Linked DNA regions of Pan paniscus: region 2 is linked to region 1. A link is a contact called in public Hi-C data. All regions are on one chromosome and are shown on one strand. The core of a region is the stretch at or near the end of the contact, and the rest is flanking DNA. Distances in the headings are between cores, read along the strand shown.

The links. Hi-C and Micro-C count contacts between places; a contact is called where the count stands out from the background.
Region 2: a Hi-C map of induced pluripotent stem cells shows a contact between it and region 1, with 2.8 times the contacts expected there. The contact joins the enhancer-like site here to the promoter of SH2B3 in region 1.

The regions. Positions count from the first base shown.
Region 1 is chr10:119,468,218-119,473,437 of NHGRI_mPanPan1-v2.0_pri, reverse strand. It overlaps SH2B3 (SH2B adaptor protein 3), which reads right to left and starts at 2,113. Exons shown (of 8, transcript XM_034934513.2): 1 at 2,024-2,113. It overlaps LOC134728462, which reads right to left. Exons shown (of 2, transcript XM_063593243.1): 2 at 3,139-4,006. The coding sequence ends at 3,707.
Region 2 is chr10:119,507,712-119,512,509 of NHGRI_mPanPan1-v2.0_pri, reverse strand. All of the region lies in intron 2 of SH2B3 (SH2B adaptor protein 3), which reads right to left. Among named protein-coding and RNA genes, the nearest start is that of SH2B3, 39 kb to the right of the region's middle. Within about 2 kb of position 1,574, at least 1 of the 2 cell types and tissues checked has open chromatin away from gene starts, as enhancers often do.

The DNA of each region.
Region 1 (5,220 bases), core at 864-3,363:
TAAAGAAAAAAAGAAGCGGGACAGGCAGGCAGACCCTCCTCTCCAGTTCCTCAAATGCAGTCCCCCTCCCTCAAAACAAAGCTCCCCTGGCCGGAGGAAGGGAAGGGAGGGAAGGGGATTTCTGCACCAGGCATCAGAGACCTCTGAAATACCATCCCTACCGTGCGGATCTAGAAGACCAACACCCACTCCAGACGTTTTTTGGTCGGGGGATTCCCAGGGAACCCCAGGCAAGAGGTGTGAGAGGATCAATACCAGAAACCTGTCTCTGGGACGCCTAGCCCTGGTGAACCGCCCAATTCAGCAGCATGCGGGGGCCTGGCCCGGTCGACCTCGGCAGTGCAGGAACTGGGGAGAGGGGCTTCCTGAATCAGGGCGCTACCCTCTTAGCCACATGGCCCGGAATGGGGAATGGGGAGGGGCCGGCGCATCCTCCCCCGCTGCCCCCACACCCAAGGGCTCATCTGTGCTCACAGCCTCAGTTTGACTACTTTCACTTTCAGGGTAGCAATGGGTGACCCCTGACCGCTCCTCCCCAGGCACAAGTTGAGGGGAGGGCCGCCCCCAACCGGCGAGGCTACCGTAGGGTGGGCTGGGGGCGTCAGCGATGCCCTCTCCCCCATCCCACGGCCTCAGTTACCCCAACGCTCTCCCTAACACGTGTGTGGGTGGGGGTAGTGGCTGAGTGGGGGGTCGTAGGCGCTGGGAGCCGTCACCCCGGAACGCCTCCATCTGAGTTGGCTGCAGGGCAGTATTTTGGGCTGGGGGTGACGCGCAGAGCCCGGGCAGAACTGGACACGGGGCCTCCCCTTTCCCCACAAAAGCCCTCCCGGCCCCGGAGGAGGGGAGCGCGGGCAAACGCGGGCTCACCTGAGAGACAGGAGCTCTGGGCCCGGCCGGCCCATGGCGTCGCGCGCCCCCGGGCCCCCGAAATCCCGAGGGGGCGGGCGGGCCCCCGCCCTGGGCGCGTCCTCTCCCGCCCGCCGGCTCCTCGCTCGCGGCTCGCTCGAGCGGGGCTCAGGCAGGAAACCCGGGCTCGGAAAATGGCCAGCGCCTCATCATTTCCGCCGCCAGCGCTTGACAGTTGCGGGAGGATGCGCCCCCGGGCCGCCGCCGCCGGGGAAACTTTGCAGCGGCCGCCGTCGCCACCGCGGGCCGCGACAGTCCGGGCGGGCAGCCGGGCGGAGGCGGTGGCCCGGGCCCATGCCGCCCCGCGCCGTTATGTAAAGAGGAACCGGCCGTGCGAGCGGAGCCCGGCGGGGGAGGGCGGCCGCGACAGGGGCGGGGCAGGGGCGGGGCCACCAGGAGCCACGCCTCAGGCCGCGCGCGAGTCGGAGATTCGGCTGGAGGGGCGGGCCATGAGGGCGGAGCCCGGACTGGCCCCGCCTACCAATCCCGCTACTCCGCGGCTGCCAGGGTCGGAGGGCTCTCCTGGCGCGGGTCCGGAAAAAGGCGAGGCCTTGCGAAGCCACGCCCACCACGTGCCCACCCGATTTCGCGTCCCACAGTCTGAAGATAGAAGTGAGGATCGGAGGGGCGGGGCGACTTTAGCCCCACCCACTCAACGCCGGCAGGTCACCAGGTGCCTCAGCGCCTGGAGGCGGGGCCAGATGAAGGGGCGGGGCCTAGGGCGGGCAGGGTCGAGGGGCCTGGCCTCCAGGGGGCGCGCCCTTGCTGACTCCCTCCTGCAGGGCCTTATCAGTGCCCGCAGGGCTGGGCCGTGCAATAGCGACCACGGCTTTCATCATCGCCCCAGGGAGGGAGCCCAGCCCTGCCCGACCCTGACTATCTGCGATCATGCTGACCCGACCCGCCACGGCCCCAGGCCCCCGATTTGGGTTCTGGCCCCAGCCCTCAGCTTTGCCTTTGCTACAGCCGGTGCCCGTATAGCCCAGCCTCGCTCCGGCCGCCCGTCCTGTCCCCCAATTCTAGGAGGGGTGCATCTTTCTCCAGGAAGCCCTCTCCGACCGCTGGCTCCCGTGGCCTCTGCGCCCACCCCCCTGCCCGCCCCCGGGCTACTTACATTTTCTCCACGGCCTCATGGGGAGCTGAGACGGACAGTGGGGTTCCCCCTAGTCCGGAGTGGGACATGCTCTCAGCCAGCCTCTCCCCCAACATGTGGGAGGGCGGGGAGGGAGGAATGTACTCTTCTCCCCCTCCCCCAACAGGAAACAAGTCGCCCACGCCCCCAGCTTGGAGGGGCCACCTCGAGCCTTCCCAGGCAGCAAGTGTCTCCATTCCACTGCCTCCCCCTCTTCCTACCCGGGCAAATGACTTGACTTCTCCGTACCTCTCCACTTCCTTGCCTATGAAATGGAAATAATGTGTACCCACTCTCCTGGCAGTGAGAATTAAGTGAGTTAATGCATTAAAGCAGTTAGCTCGAGGCTTGGCTCCAGGAAGCGCTCTGTGTTAAACAAATCGGCCCCAGTCCTGACCTTAGAGCTACAGGAAGGGGTTCCCCAGAAGGTGGGGATTTCCAGACTCCGAGTAGATGGGGGAAGGGAGCGGTCTGCTACAGGATTCCTGGTGTCCAATGACCTTGAAGAAAAAGGCCACAAAAATCTGCTTTCCGCACATTTCCAGGCACTGTTCTAGGCGCTGGGAACACAGCAGTGAACAACACAGATATCCCTGCCTGCGTGGAGCTGATATTCTAGTGGGGGGACATAAGGCACGAATAAGCAAGTGGGATCAGCTATGACAATGACAAAACAATTACGGGATGGAGAGCTGGAAGGGGATGTCTTAGATCCAGGGCTCAGGAAGGACACCTCTGCGGAACTAACATGTGAGCTTAGAACCCTCCATGACAAGAAGGATCCAGGTGCTATAACGTCTGAGGGAAGAGCATTCCAGGCCAAAGGAACAGCATGTGCAAAGGTGCTGAGGTGGGAATACATGTGGTGCTTTGGAATAAAGTCATAAAGGCAGTGGTGACACCTATACTGGTAAGAGATGATGTTTCAAAGGTGGGCCCATCACATGGTGTCTTGAAGGTCTTGGTGGGGACTTTGGGAATTATTTTGAGGGCAGTAGGGTGCCATGGAGGTTGTGAGGAGAAGGACCTGGGGAGTGTGGGATTCAAGCTGTTCACACGGCATCTGAGGATGTGGGAAGAGGGGTGGGGTGGGGGAATGTCAATGAAGTCTAAACGAGGCCGGGTGTAGTGGCTCACACCTGCAATCTCAGCACTTTGGGAGGCTGAGGCCAGCGGATCACCTGAGGTCAGGAGTTTGAGACCAGCCTGGTCAACAGGGTGAAACCCTGTCTCTACTAAAAATACAAAAATTAGCCAGGCATGGTTGCACGCGCCTGTAGTCCCAGCTACTGGGGAGGCAGAGGCAGGAGAATCGCTTGAACCTGGGAGGTGGAGACTGCAGTGAGCCAAGATTGCATCACTGCACTCGAGCCTGGGAGACAGAGGTAGGCTCTGTCTCCAAAAAAAAAAAAAAAAGTCTGAATGGATCATCCCATATTATTTGATCACTTTCTTATACCTGGGGACACTGCGGCCAAGAGAGAACAGTTACTTGTCTGTAGCCATGCAGCTGCCAGGCAGCACCCACAGAGCAGCCCGGTACCCAGCCAATGCCAAATGGCTGCTGAAATCTGCCAGCCACAAGCACTTTCCCTCTCACTGCCCAGACAGCAGCTCTGCTGACTTAAATTGGGAGTTGTGGTTCTTCCCCTTTTTAATCACGGTTCAAACCTTCTCGCCTGCCAGATTTCTCGGAGGCCCAAACTGGTTTCCTTCCTCGCTTAGTCGCTTCTTGCCCACATCCCCACCAGAGTCCAGTTTTTTGTTTTGGCGCTCGCTGAGACCCCAAGACTTCTCACTTTTTGTGTTTATTTTCCCTTGGAAAGGCAAAGGGATTCCAACAAATAACCTTCCCATCACCGTGCCCAGATTTGAGAGTGCCGCTGCCACGAACACAGCGAGGTCGTCGTCGCCACTGGGAGGCCGGCCAGCCACGGCTCTTCCCACTCGGCAGGTCACTGGGACCTAAGGAGAGAAAGGGTTATTCAAATTCCCATGACTGATCCGTAGCTCCCGGAAACAAGCCAGGCCGTCTTAGGGGAGCAGGTCCAACCGCCCTTCCTTTTTGCTGTGAAAAACACCAACACCTCCTGCTGGCCAAGTTCCAGAAAGCCGGAGACTCACAGGATTAATAACAATTACAGGCCACGCGCGGTGGCTCATGCCTGTAATCCCAGCACTTTGGGAGGCCGAGGCAGGCGGATCACCCAAGGTCGGGAGTTCGAGACCAGCCTGACCAAGATGGAGAAACCCCGTCTCTACTAAAAATACAAAATTAGCCAGGTGTGGTGCCGCATGCCTGTAATCCCAGCTACTCAGGAGGCTGAGGCAGGAGAATTGTTTGAACCCGGGAGGTGGAGGTTGCGGTGAGCCGAGATCGTACCATTGCACTCCAGCCTGGGCAACGAGAGTGAAAATCCATCTCAAAAAAAAAAAAAAAAATTAAAAAGATAACGATTACAACACGAGTCAACAGCAATAAATTAACAATGATCAATGCTATTAATATTCATATTAGCAATTCGTATTAATAATAATTTTAATAACAACAAAAGTTAACTAGTACAAACACAAATACATGATAAGTGCTTGAGGTGATGGATACCTCATTTACCCTGATGTGATAATTACACATTGCATGCCTGTATCAAAATACCTCACATACTCCATAAATATATACACCTACTATGTACTCATAAAAATTCAAAAAGTGGGCCAGGCGCGGTGGCTTAGGCCTGTAATCCCAGCACTTTGGGAGACTGAGGTGGTGGATCACAAAGTCAGGAGTTCAAGACCAGCCAGGCCAATATGGTGAAACCCCATCTCTACTAAAAATACAAAAATTAGCCGGGTGTGGTGGCGGGTGCCTGTAGTCCCAGCTACTCGGGAGGCTGAGGCAGGAGAATCGCTTAAACCCAGGAAGGGGAGGTTACAGTGAGCTGAGATCACGCAACTGTGCTCCAGCCTGGCAACAACAGAGTGAGACTCCGTCTCCAAAAAAAAAAAAAGAGTTCTCTGTTCTGTATCTCTTAGCTGTGCAGTCACATAGATTCTCTGGGCCTCAGTTTCCTCATCTGGAAAATGGGGACAGTGACAGGACTGACCCCATTGGGTTGAGGGGGAATTTGATGAGAAAACTCACATTGAGGGCTTAGGAGTGGGGGAGGTACTTCCACATA
Region 2 (4,798 bases), core at 325-2,824, 40 kb before region 1:
CCTTCCTCTTGTGATAAGACTGAAAAGATGGCCGAAAGAAGAAAAGGGGAGAAAGAGATGAGATAAGGAATGGACAGAAGTGGCCCCACTGGGCCCCCTCCATTCAGGTGTTCCTGGAAAATACTACAACCCCTAACAAACTGGGAGCAGGGGGATGGAAAGCAGAGGCAGGCCCAAAGGATGTTCTAGCAACTGTGGCTTCAGGTGTTCTGACCTCCACCTCAGCCCAAAAGGGCATACCTTGGACTGGAGCTGCTAGTGCTATTGAATTGACCCCCAAAACCAGATGCTTAACCTTGCTTTACACACAGAGCTGCCAGGTACCTCTGTCGGAAGGATCATGACCCAGTGGCCTGGCCACATCCTTTATCCCCCTTCCCCACCTGCAGGAGAGTCAATGAACAGTGAGGTAAGAGGGCAGCCTGGCAGGAGCAGGATGGCCACCTGGGCCCTTCCAGCAGGTCTCCTGGGAGCTCCCGGGCCTGCTCTGGTTGGCGGACACAACAGGCTGGGGGAGAGTAATGACTGCAGGAATGACCAACACTGGCCACAGCTTACTGCGGCCTCCCACTAGAAAGCTGCATGACTAGAAAATTCCAGCCTGAAGTGACCAGCACCAGCCAGGGCATTTTCACCTCCTACTCCCAGAGGTCCAGCAGCCAGGATGAGGCAGGCAGAGTGAGGCCTCGCATGGCATCCACACGGGCACTGGACACAGCGCAGTGTGCAGGGAGTGGGGCCTCTGCGCTCTTGCCCATTTTTACAGCCAGCCAGCCCTGCAGAGCCTTCATTTCCTGTCTGCAAGATGGGTAAGGTGCGAGTGGCCACTTCCTTCTGCTACTTTTCCAGTTGGCCCTGCCTGGCCCCCACCCTTCCCCCTAGCTGCAGGCCTTAAGGATCACTGGGAGGATATAGGCCAGGCCTGGAGGGGAACGGGCCTAGTCTCCCTTTCAGTTCCGCTCCAGGCCTAGTCCCCAGTGTCAGTGCTGAGATTAACCAGCAGAGCTGCCGGTTTCACTCTGACTCTGGCCCCTGCAAGCCAGCTTCACCCGCAGCAGCTGAGGAACTGCTGAGCAGGCAGGCAGTGGTGAAAAGAGGATTCCCCTCCTCACCCACAGCCAGCCTGGCTGCCACCTGCCTGCTGGCTGAGCACAACCCAGGGGTTCTTCCCCGACTCCCCACAGCAGCCCGTGAGAGCCGCCCAGGCCTAGAGCCACAATCTCAACCCAAGCCTGCCAAGTATCAGAGCCGGGGTCCACCACTGAGCTACCTGGTGGTATGGGTGTCCTATGCCAGAGGCTCCAGCCAGGTTGCAGCGTGTGGGCACATGGGCGCAGGACAACCCCTGCAGCAGTCGAAACCTCAGCCTGGACAGCTCAGGCTCTGGCCACTGCAGGGAAGGACCACCAGATGCCCATCTGATTAAGCTATACGGGGGGATGGGTGATAGGGGAGACAAGCTCAAACCTGGGGGCTGTGTCAGCAGCTGTGGGGGCTTTAGGTTCCCTCCTCTCACATGCCCGCTATTCACCTCCCTCAAAAGTCAAGCCAGGCCAGCAACAGCTGCTCCCTGGACCCAGCTTAGGCTATACTGTGGTTGGGTGATCAAAGTGGCCAGATCATTTCAGGTATTTGTGGTTTGAACAGTAGAATGTCACCCACCACATCCTGCAGCGTCTATTTCTGGGGAGCAAGTCTTCTCCATTCCCAGCATCTAAACAGATGGCTTCTGTTTGTTATGGCCACTGTGGCTCCAGTGGGAATAATCTATTTCTCTCTTTGCTCTGGCTGCTAGGAATCTCAAAGTCAAAGATGCAGGCCAGCTCTGACACTACCCCAACGGTAGGACTTGTATTTATTTCAACAGCTAACTTTATCCCAGATGTTATAGTTCTTTTACCCTCTAGGGTTTTTTGTTTTTGTTTTTGTTTTTTGAGACAGATTCTCACTCTGTTGCCCATGCTGGAGTGCAGTGGCGCAATCTCGGCTCACTGCAACCTCCACCTCCTGAGTTCAAGCGATTCTCCTGCCTCAGCCTCTGCAGTAGCTGGGATTACAGGCACCTGCCACCACACCCAGCTAATTTTTGTATTTTTAGTAGAGCTGGGGTTTCACCATGTTGGTTGGCCAGGTTGGTCTCGAACTTCTGACATCAGGTGATCCGCCTGCCTTGGCCTCCCAAAGTGCTGGGATTTTAGGCATGAGCCACCACGCCGGGCCCTACCCTCTAGGTTTTAAGATTCAGCCCTGACCCTGCCACTTCCTATACAACCCTGGACAAAGGGTTCGGCTCTCCATGCCTTAGTTGTCATCTGTAAGTCAGCTCATTTTTTTCACAAGGTGAGCTAACACAAGCGAAAGGCATGACTCGCACAGCTGTTAACAGGCCGGTGAGTAAAGCCTGCTTGGCTCCCACTACACTACTGACAGCATGACAGTCCCCTCTGAGTGGCCTAGCCACTGGGTACACCCCCAGCTTCTCTCAGCCTTACAGAATTATTGCCCCATTTTGTCACATGCTCCCTTACCATCCTGCAATAAATTCCACGTAATATAACCAACATACTACCCTAACTAATTACAAGACAGGGACAACAAAGGAACGTCACTTAGCCGAAATAAAACGTGCTTCAGTGCAACTGTAGACAACACAACCAACTACTTGGCTGCTTCTGAGTTTGTTGTGAAAAGAAGGCTAAGAACATAAGGGAGCCAAAGGGCGGGGGAGCTAGGAAAGCCAGCCTGGTTCCAGATCCACCCAGGGTCCACATGGAAATGCAGTTCCAGGCTCCCTTCAAATGGCCCTGATCAGTCCCCCTGCAAAGGTCTCTGAGCCACAGTCCCGTCATCTGAGAAGTGAAGATGAAACACCAGCCTCGTGGGGTCACGCAGCTCTCCCTGACTCCCGCCTACCTGAGGATCCCTCTTTGTCCCACCTGGCTGTTCAGCCCGCCTGGAGGGAATGTGACGGGCTGGAGGCAACAGACCCTTCCTCTCTAGGCCTCACTTGCCCTCATGCTGTCACCTGGAAACTGTCTTGCTACCTACTGCCCCTTCTGTGTGCTGAGGGACAGGGGACCTGTCTTGACACAAACGTTTATAGGGCCAGGATGGTCCTTCTAGAGTCTTCCGAGGTACTGGGCCACACCCCACCCTGCCAGGTCCTCATAACCAGCTTGAGTGGGGTCTGTTACTGGCTTTGCCCTCAGGCATCCAGCAGAGACAGGCAAGTCGGGGCAGGGCAGGGCTGGACACACCAGTCAAAGGCCAGAGCTCTGGTGGCGTGACCACACCTACGTGGAGAGCAAGGCTGATGGCATGGCCTCCCCTGGTGAGAGAGCAGGAAGAGGCACAGGTGAGCCTGCCACAGCAGCCCCCAGAAGCCACCATGGGGCTTCAAGGCTGTGGGAATCAGCTTGAGCTTTTTCTAAGGTGGGGAAGCTCATAACAGGAGCAGGCCTGCTGGCTGTCCCCCTCCTCCTGGGACGCTGGAGGGCAGGACACAGGGCAGCATCTGACACACCCCAGCAGCAAGGGCTTGGCCCAGACCAGCCTTGGGGAGAGACCGCCCACCCCCGGGAACCCCCAGGCCACACTAGCTCCCTGGTGGTCTTACCTTCCCCAGAGCCTTTGAGCCCACATTCATCGGTGTACAGCAGCGGTGGGACAGGCCTCAGTCGACCCTCCAGCACCAGCCACGCCTCTGCCACACCTATGCCCTCAAGGAGGCATCTGGCAGCCTGGGCCTAGCTCTGCAGGTGGTTAGAAGAGCCCTAGCTCTACCACTTACTTACCTTTGAAACCTTGGGCAGGACACTAACTGGAGGTTCAGTTTGCTTTCAGTAATAGGGGGCCCGTAAGCAGGTCCTGTTGACCTTCTTACTGGAGGAGGAGAGGGAGGGGGTCTGAAAAGGCGCAGAGCAAATTCCAGATCCTGTCCTGGATGGCTGATCCCTCACCCTAGCCCAGAACCTGAAGTGGATGCTGCCGGGATGGATGAATGAGCATTATTATGGAAAATACTTAATCCAAGCTTACTGTCTGGTATCAAAAAGTTAACCTACTTGGGAAGCTGAGGCAGGAGAATCACTTGAACCTGGGAGACAGAGGTTGCAGTGAGCCGAGATCACACCACTGTACTCTAGACTGGTCGACAGAGTGAGACCCTGTCTTTAAAAAAAAAAAAAAATTCCTTGCCTCCTTCCAAAAATGATTTTAGTCAGGTTAGAGACACCCAGAAAGAGCTGGGAGACAGCTGCTACAACACAGACAAGAGTCCCTCTTGCCACAGATCTGTCTCAGCTTCCTGGCAGCCAATGCAAAGGATTCTCCGAGAGAGGACAGTCATTTGTGGAAAGAGAACGCTGCTGCTTAGCTCCATTAAAGACTCTGAGAAGTCCTGCAGCAGAGAAACCTATTAAACCCATGCATTACCCAGACTTTGACCTATTTCATAGACCTTATTACCATCCCAAGGTAATATGGGATTGAGGTGAGGAAGGTCCTCACCTTGCAAACTCTCCTTAAACGTGGTGCCTCTCAGCCATTCTCTGGGGTGGGCAGCATCAAGACTGAGCCTAGTTGCTAAAAGCCACCCAGTATCCTACCCAGAAATCCCTCAGGGCTACAGAACCATGCAGCAACTCCACCACCCTGAGGTTTGGGACACTTAGTCCTGTGCTTGAGTCCCAACTCTGCTTTCTCTTCCATAGGTAAGTGACTCACCTCTCCTAGCCTCAGTTTCCAATTTTTTTTTTTTTTTTTAAAGAGATAGGGTCTTGCTCTGTGGCCCAGGCTG